Regions from separate parts of the Gossypium hirsutum genome. Here region 2 is linked to region 1. A link is a contact called in public Hi-C data. All regions are on one chromosome and are shown on one strand. Each heading gives the region's core, a stretch centred on a gene start, on an enhancer-like site or on the middle of the called end of the contact. The rest is flanking DNA. Distances are from core to core; before and after follow the strand shown.

The links. Hi-C and Micro-C count contacts between places; a contact is called where the count stands out from the background.
Region 2: a Hi-C map of fibers shows a contact between it and region 1, with 1.6 times the contacts expected there. The contact joins the enhancer-like site here to the promoter of LOC107923551 in region 1. A contact is called at or near these places in 6 of 34 Hi-C or Micro-C datasets (fibers and leaf).

Annotation. Positions count from the first base shown.
Region 1 is chrA12:79,199,365-79,202,295 of Gossypium_hirsutum_v2.1, reverse strand. It overlaps LOC107923551 (lysophospholipid acyltransferase LPEAT2), which reads left to right and starts at 1,489. Exons shown (of 14, transcript XM_041082766.1): 1 at 1,489-2,109; 2 at 2,194-2,374. The coding sequence starts at 1,643.
Region 2 is chrA12:79,236,763-79,239,462 of Gossypium_hirsutum_v2.1, reverse strand. No RefSeq gene overlaps it. Among protein-coding and RNA genes, the nearest start is that of LOC107923560, 17 kb to the left of the region's middle. Within about 2 kb of position 1,417, at least 2 of the 9 cell types and tissues checked have an H3K27ac peak or open chromatin away from gene starts, as enhancers often do. A contact at or near this core is called in fibers and leaf, where this site is marked.

The sequences.
Region 1 (2,931 bases), core at 240-2,739:
TTAGGGACTAAATTGAAAGAAAACTACCAAATTTAGGGAGTAAAAGTTGCTTTATCCTTTATATTTTAGAGAATGATGGTTTTTTTATTTATAAAATCAGTCTATTCTTTTGGTATTAAATGTTGACTCATTGTTGATGAAACTCAAAAATTTCTAGATTTATATCAAACCTTAAGCCTTAAGAATTAATAAGAATAAAAAAAAGTATTTATTGGTTTTTCTTTTTATGAATAATTTAAGAGTGGGGTAGGGGTGGATCCAATAATCTATGTAGTATATTTATTTGGAAATAAAAGTAAATTTATATTTATTCTCAAAAAAGGTAAAATTATATCTTGCATCCTAATTTTTTTAGAATTTTATATTTGGCCCCTAAAATAATTTTTCGTTTTAATTTTTTAACAATTCTTTTTCTTATTTAGCTAGACATATATAATAAGGACCTTTGATGGTCCTTTTAATATTAACAATTTTGGTACATTGATTTCTAATGATATTTTATAATTAAGATTAAATTAAAAAAATTAAGTGGATCTAAAATAAAATAAAATTAATCGAATCTATTTATAAGAATCATAACAATTTATTTAAGGGTTTTTTTTAAAAAAAATATGTATTATCGGTGTTACGATATTAATTTTTTTTAAAAAATTTTGTTAGGAGAATAATGCGCTTCGATACACTCAAATTCAAGTTATTTTTAGATTTATTTTAAGTTGGATAATATATTTTAAAGATTGATAATATAATAAGATCTGAAAATAAATTAAAACCATTATTTTTATCTTCTATCATCCTTTTTGGGATTAATTTAATTCCAAAATGTGAATCATTCAAACAAAAAGGTAATGACAAAAGAACATACCAAAACCCTGATTAAAAAGCTATTTAAGATAAGAAAAAGAAGAAATAATCCTTTAAATAATTAATTTCTGCTTGAGCCTTTGAATATATCCATTTTTTCATTTTGATACATGATTTTTTTTTGAGATTACCTAAAAGTAAAATTGCGATTGAGTACATGATACATTTTCATTGGGTGTCGAGTTAAAATGTGATAAAAATAATAATTAAAGTACTAAAACAGGACAAAAAGTACATTAATAACCGCTTACCTATGTTTTTCTTTTACCATTCAGTTGTGAAACGTTATAAAGTGGTCATTCAACTATGAAAAGTTATAATATTGGCACTCAACTATTCAATTTTGTCTTTTTGGGTTATCCATTTATCTTGAATTTTTGGGTATTCCTATTTTTATTTTAGTTAGTTGAGGACCAAAAAAGATAAAATTGAATAATTAGATGATTCTTTTGTAATTTTTTATAGTTGAATGATCAAAAAGGAAAAATGAATATAATTGTGTGACTAGTAATGTAGTTTACCCAAAAATATTAAAACATTAACAAATGTAAGAAAAATAATTAGTCCACATGCAAAGCACGTGGCAACAAAAATGTAAGAACACAACACCGCCACTATCGTCAGTTTTTGGTCTGAAACCAAACAAATTCAACTCCACCATACAAAAACCAAACTCTTTTTACTTCATTCATTCAAGTTTCTTCTTTTCAGTCTCACATTTCTAATCTCAGAAAACCATTTTTTTGCACTGATTTTCTTCATTTTTGATTCATCAAAAATGGCGGAACATGATCTTACTTCACCTCTCCTTTCCCCCCGATTTTCCGATCAACCCCAAACCGTCCTCGCTGTCGATGAAGATTCCGAACCCTCCGATCAATTTCCGTCCAATCATCAACCTCCCCTCCAAACGCACAACGAGGAGAAAACCACCCTCACTTCTCCCAACCCCTACGCTTTTCTCGGGTCGGATGGACACTCTGTTCCGGCACCGACAACCGTCGACCCGTTTCGAAACGGAACGCCGTTTATTTCTGGGGTTTACGAGGCAGTAAAGATCGTACTGTGTTTGCCGATAATGTTACTGAGATTGGTCTTGTTTGGGGCATGTTTGGCTGTAGGGTATATTGCTACTAGGATAGCATTAGAAGGGTGGAAAGATAAACAAAACCCAATGCCTAAATGGCGGTGTAGAATCATGTGGGTCACTAGAATTTGTGCTCGGATTATACTTTTCTCTTTTGGGTAAGTTTTAAAGATTCAAACTTTATTCATTTGAGTGAAACTTTTTAGTTCAAAGATTTGAGCTTTGTTAATATGTTTTTGTAGTTACCAATGGATTAGAAGAAAAGGGAAACCAGCTCCAAGAGAGATTGCTCCAATTGTTGTATCTAATCATGTATCATATATTGAACCTATATTTTATTTCTACGAATTGTTTCCTACAATTGTTGCTTCAGAGTCACATGATTCAATGCCTTTTGTTGGAACTATTATTAGAGCAATGCAGGTAACCAATAATCTTAATTGTTGTTGAGTATGGATCGGTTCTTTCGGGGACGACTTTGAGTGTCGTCTTTCAGGCAGTCGACCGGGACCCCTAACAATCAAAAGTATTGTCCCCGTGTTGAGGTTCTGTCATCAGTCTCCGCGGAGATCCGTGTAAGGATCACGTAGGGGGTGCCTTGATTGGTGGAGATAGATCCTTGCAAACTCGGGAGAAATGTCAGTATAGGGCGTGGGGAAGTACTTGATCACGGGACGACTTGAACCACCAACCAAGCCTTGGTTGGTAGTTCGAGTTGCAGGGGGCCCAGGTACCTCCGTTATTATTCAGACGTCCAATACTGACACCTCTCCCAAGCCTTGCAGGTACCTATCTCCACCAACCACAAGGCTTCTACCGTGAACCATACACGGCTCTCCATGAAGGCTGGAGACAGAACCTCAACACGGGGGCAATACTTTCGGTTGTTGGGGTCTGGGTCAGCTACTTGGAAGACAACACTTTGAAGGCTTCTTTCAAAGGAACCGGTCCCCCCCCCCCCCAAAAAAAAAAAAAACAAT
Region 2 (2,700 bases), core at 168-2,667, 37 kb before region 1:
ATTAATAATGATAAAATTATACTTTGATTTTTTAAAAATTGATCAAAAATTTTATTTAATTCTTTAAAAATTATAAAAATATAGACTATTAAAATAATAAAAAATTTTAGCCTGACTTGATTCTTGTTTTGATACCTTTTGTCTTTCCTCACCAAAATATTCAACAATATTGAAAGTGGAGGGCATAAAGAAGTTGATTGGTTCTAAGTCCTTATATAACACGAAAAATGAGAAAAGAAAATTTGAACTTACGTAGAAACACAATTGGGATTCTTTTCTTCTCAATCACCATAAATACGTAATTATCAAAAGTATAATACTATAATTTTTTCAACAACAACCACAAACAAAAGATATTTTGCCATAATTAATGGTAGCCAAGAGGCCCCATATATGAAATATTGTAAAAGGGTAATATTGGGCTAATATATAATTAAAATTTTAACTTTAAAATTAAAAATTTAATATGATTTAAACACGAATTAAAGCTCAAAACTCATAAATTCCTAGAGTAATCTTGTCCATAAATTTTGTTCGCCCAGTCTTCACTAAAACAATCATAACTTGAGCTCTCGGACTTGAAATCAAGTTATTAAATGTGTGTTTTAAAGCTAAGAGATAGCTCTTTAAACTTTATACATCTCAATCCAAAAATGTTTCGGTCCCATCCAAAAATCGTCGCAAGTTAACTGATTTTCCAAACTTGGTGAATTGAATTTAATAAATTTCACCTCATCCATGTATGTATCACTTCTCCTCTCTCAAAACCCTAATACACTAAGCACACATTCTCCTCTACCTGAGTCTTTCTACTTTTTTGACTCTCGGCCCTAGAATGGGTGAACCAGCCTTCCTCAGCACCATCCCCTCTCCTTCACCTCCTTCTCCAACTCTGTTGATACCATGTGTCAACAATTTTATTCAGATTCAAATCAAATCGAATTAACTCCAATACAAATTATTTTTTTTCCAAACTCAAGTTGAGCGACTTATCTAACCCATTAATAAGTTTATAGCTTCCCCAAGGCCAATCTTTTTTAACATTTTCTCATTTATAGTAGATTAGCAATAATGTACCATTAATAATATGGGTTAAAATATGCTATAAGTTTCAAAACACTTTTCGTACATTCAAAATTTAGTTTTCCTTACTTTAATTTTAAAGAATTCTCTTTACTTTCGAAATTAAAAATACAAACTTAATTGTTAGCACAATTATTTTTTGGGGTTAAGTTTAATTGGAGTTAACAATCAACCTGAACTTTAACATTTTTAAAAAATAGATTAAGTTTCAAAAAAATAAATAATATGTTAAAACTACATGTCCAATTATAAATAGTAGTAGCACACAGACATAATATTACTCTCTTAACTAGGAACCCAAGCAACTAGTACCAACTCGTTTCTATTGGGCTTCTAAATCGGATTTTTCCAAGACACCCAAACTGGGGATCCAAAAAATAACTCAGCAACTCGTTTGGGTCTGTTTAATCCAATGAAACTCGCCTTGTAACTCAGTTTCTGACCCAACTTGTTTGGGTTTTGTACAACAACTTTGAATGTACTTTTAAGAAACCAATATTAACTCATCTGATTTTTTTAATACAATGTCTAGAATTATTTATAATCTCTCTTAATCTATAATTAGGAAGATAATATGTTTCAGCGCACTCGAACCTATGTCTCCTATATTAACAACAATACAAATATCAATCGAATTAAAACTCAATCGATAAAACTTGAATTAATTTAAATTTTAATTAACCTTATTTTCACTTACATGATTTTGGTATATGCATGTTTTCCCATCATTTTTCACAAAAATAGTAAATGAATCTAACTAATTTAATATGAGATGGTTGCATGAAGTAATGGGATTCTTTGAACTTGTGTTACTATACATTAAATACTCTTTAGACAAAATGTATTTTAAGAGTTGAAGATTCTCACAACTTCATGGCAAATCATATTATTGTAAATAGCTGCACGTGTATCTGTCAGTGTTTAGATCTGATATACATAATATATACAATGGCATCAACCAGGATAATTGCATCTTGTTTTTAGGCTTTTAATGGTATTCTTTTCTTAATTTCCACTCTTTTCCGCTTCAAAAAGTGTTGAATGATTGATGAAGATTCACTCGATAAATCGAGAGCCATAAAACGAATGGAGAATCGATTCTATCAAATATGTTTTCACGTCATCTTTATTCTTTTTTAATAGGAAAATGATAAATTAGATTTTTTTTTCTTTTTCTTTTTATCATTTTTAGTTAGATTTGATTTTTTTTAAGAAAAAAACTGAATATCAAAAGGAAAATTTTGATTTGTCATTCTTTTATTAGAAAGTAATAGGGATGACGTGAAATCACAGTTTCATACAATCCTTTCTCAATGGAATAAGAGTTCAGGAGTATAGGTTAGTTTTCCTGTCGAGTAAGGGTAAAGATAAAAATTTTATTTTATTATTGAGATAAGATTATAAAAATTAAGGAGATAAAAAAGTTAAAACTTTCTATTAAAAAGAATTAAAAAGATTAAATTGAAGCTTTTAATCTTTAAAACAATTTGCTCATTTGATAAGGGGTGTCTACTTACCCCTTAGCTATGCTCAGGTGCATTTCAAAAAGTCCCATAGATTACATGTATGTTTTGTAGTTTAAGTCTTTCTTATTAGATTGGGACCTGATTTAATGAG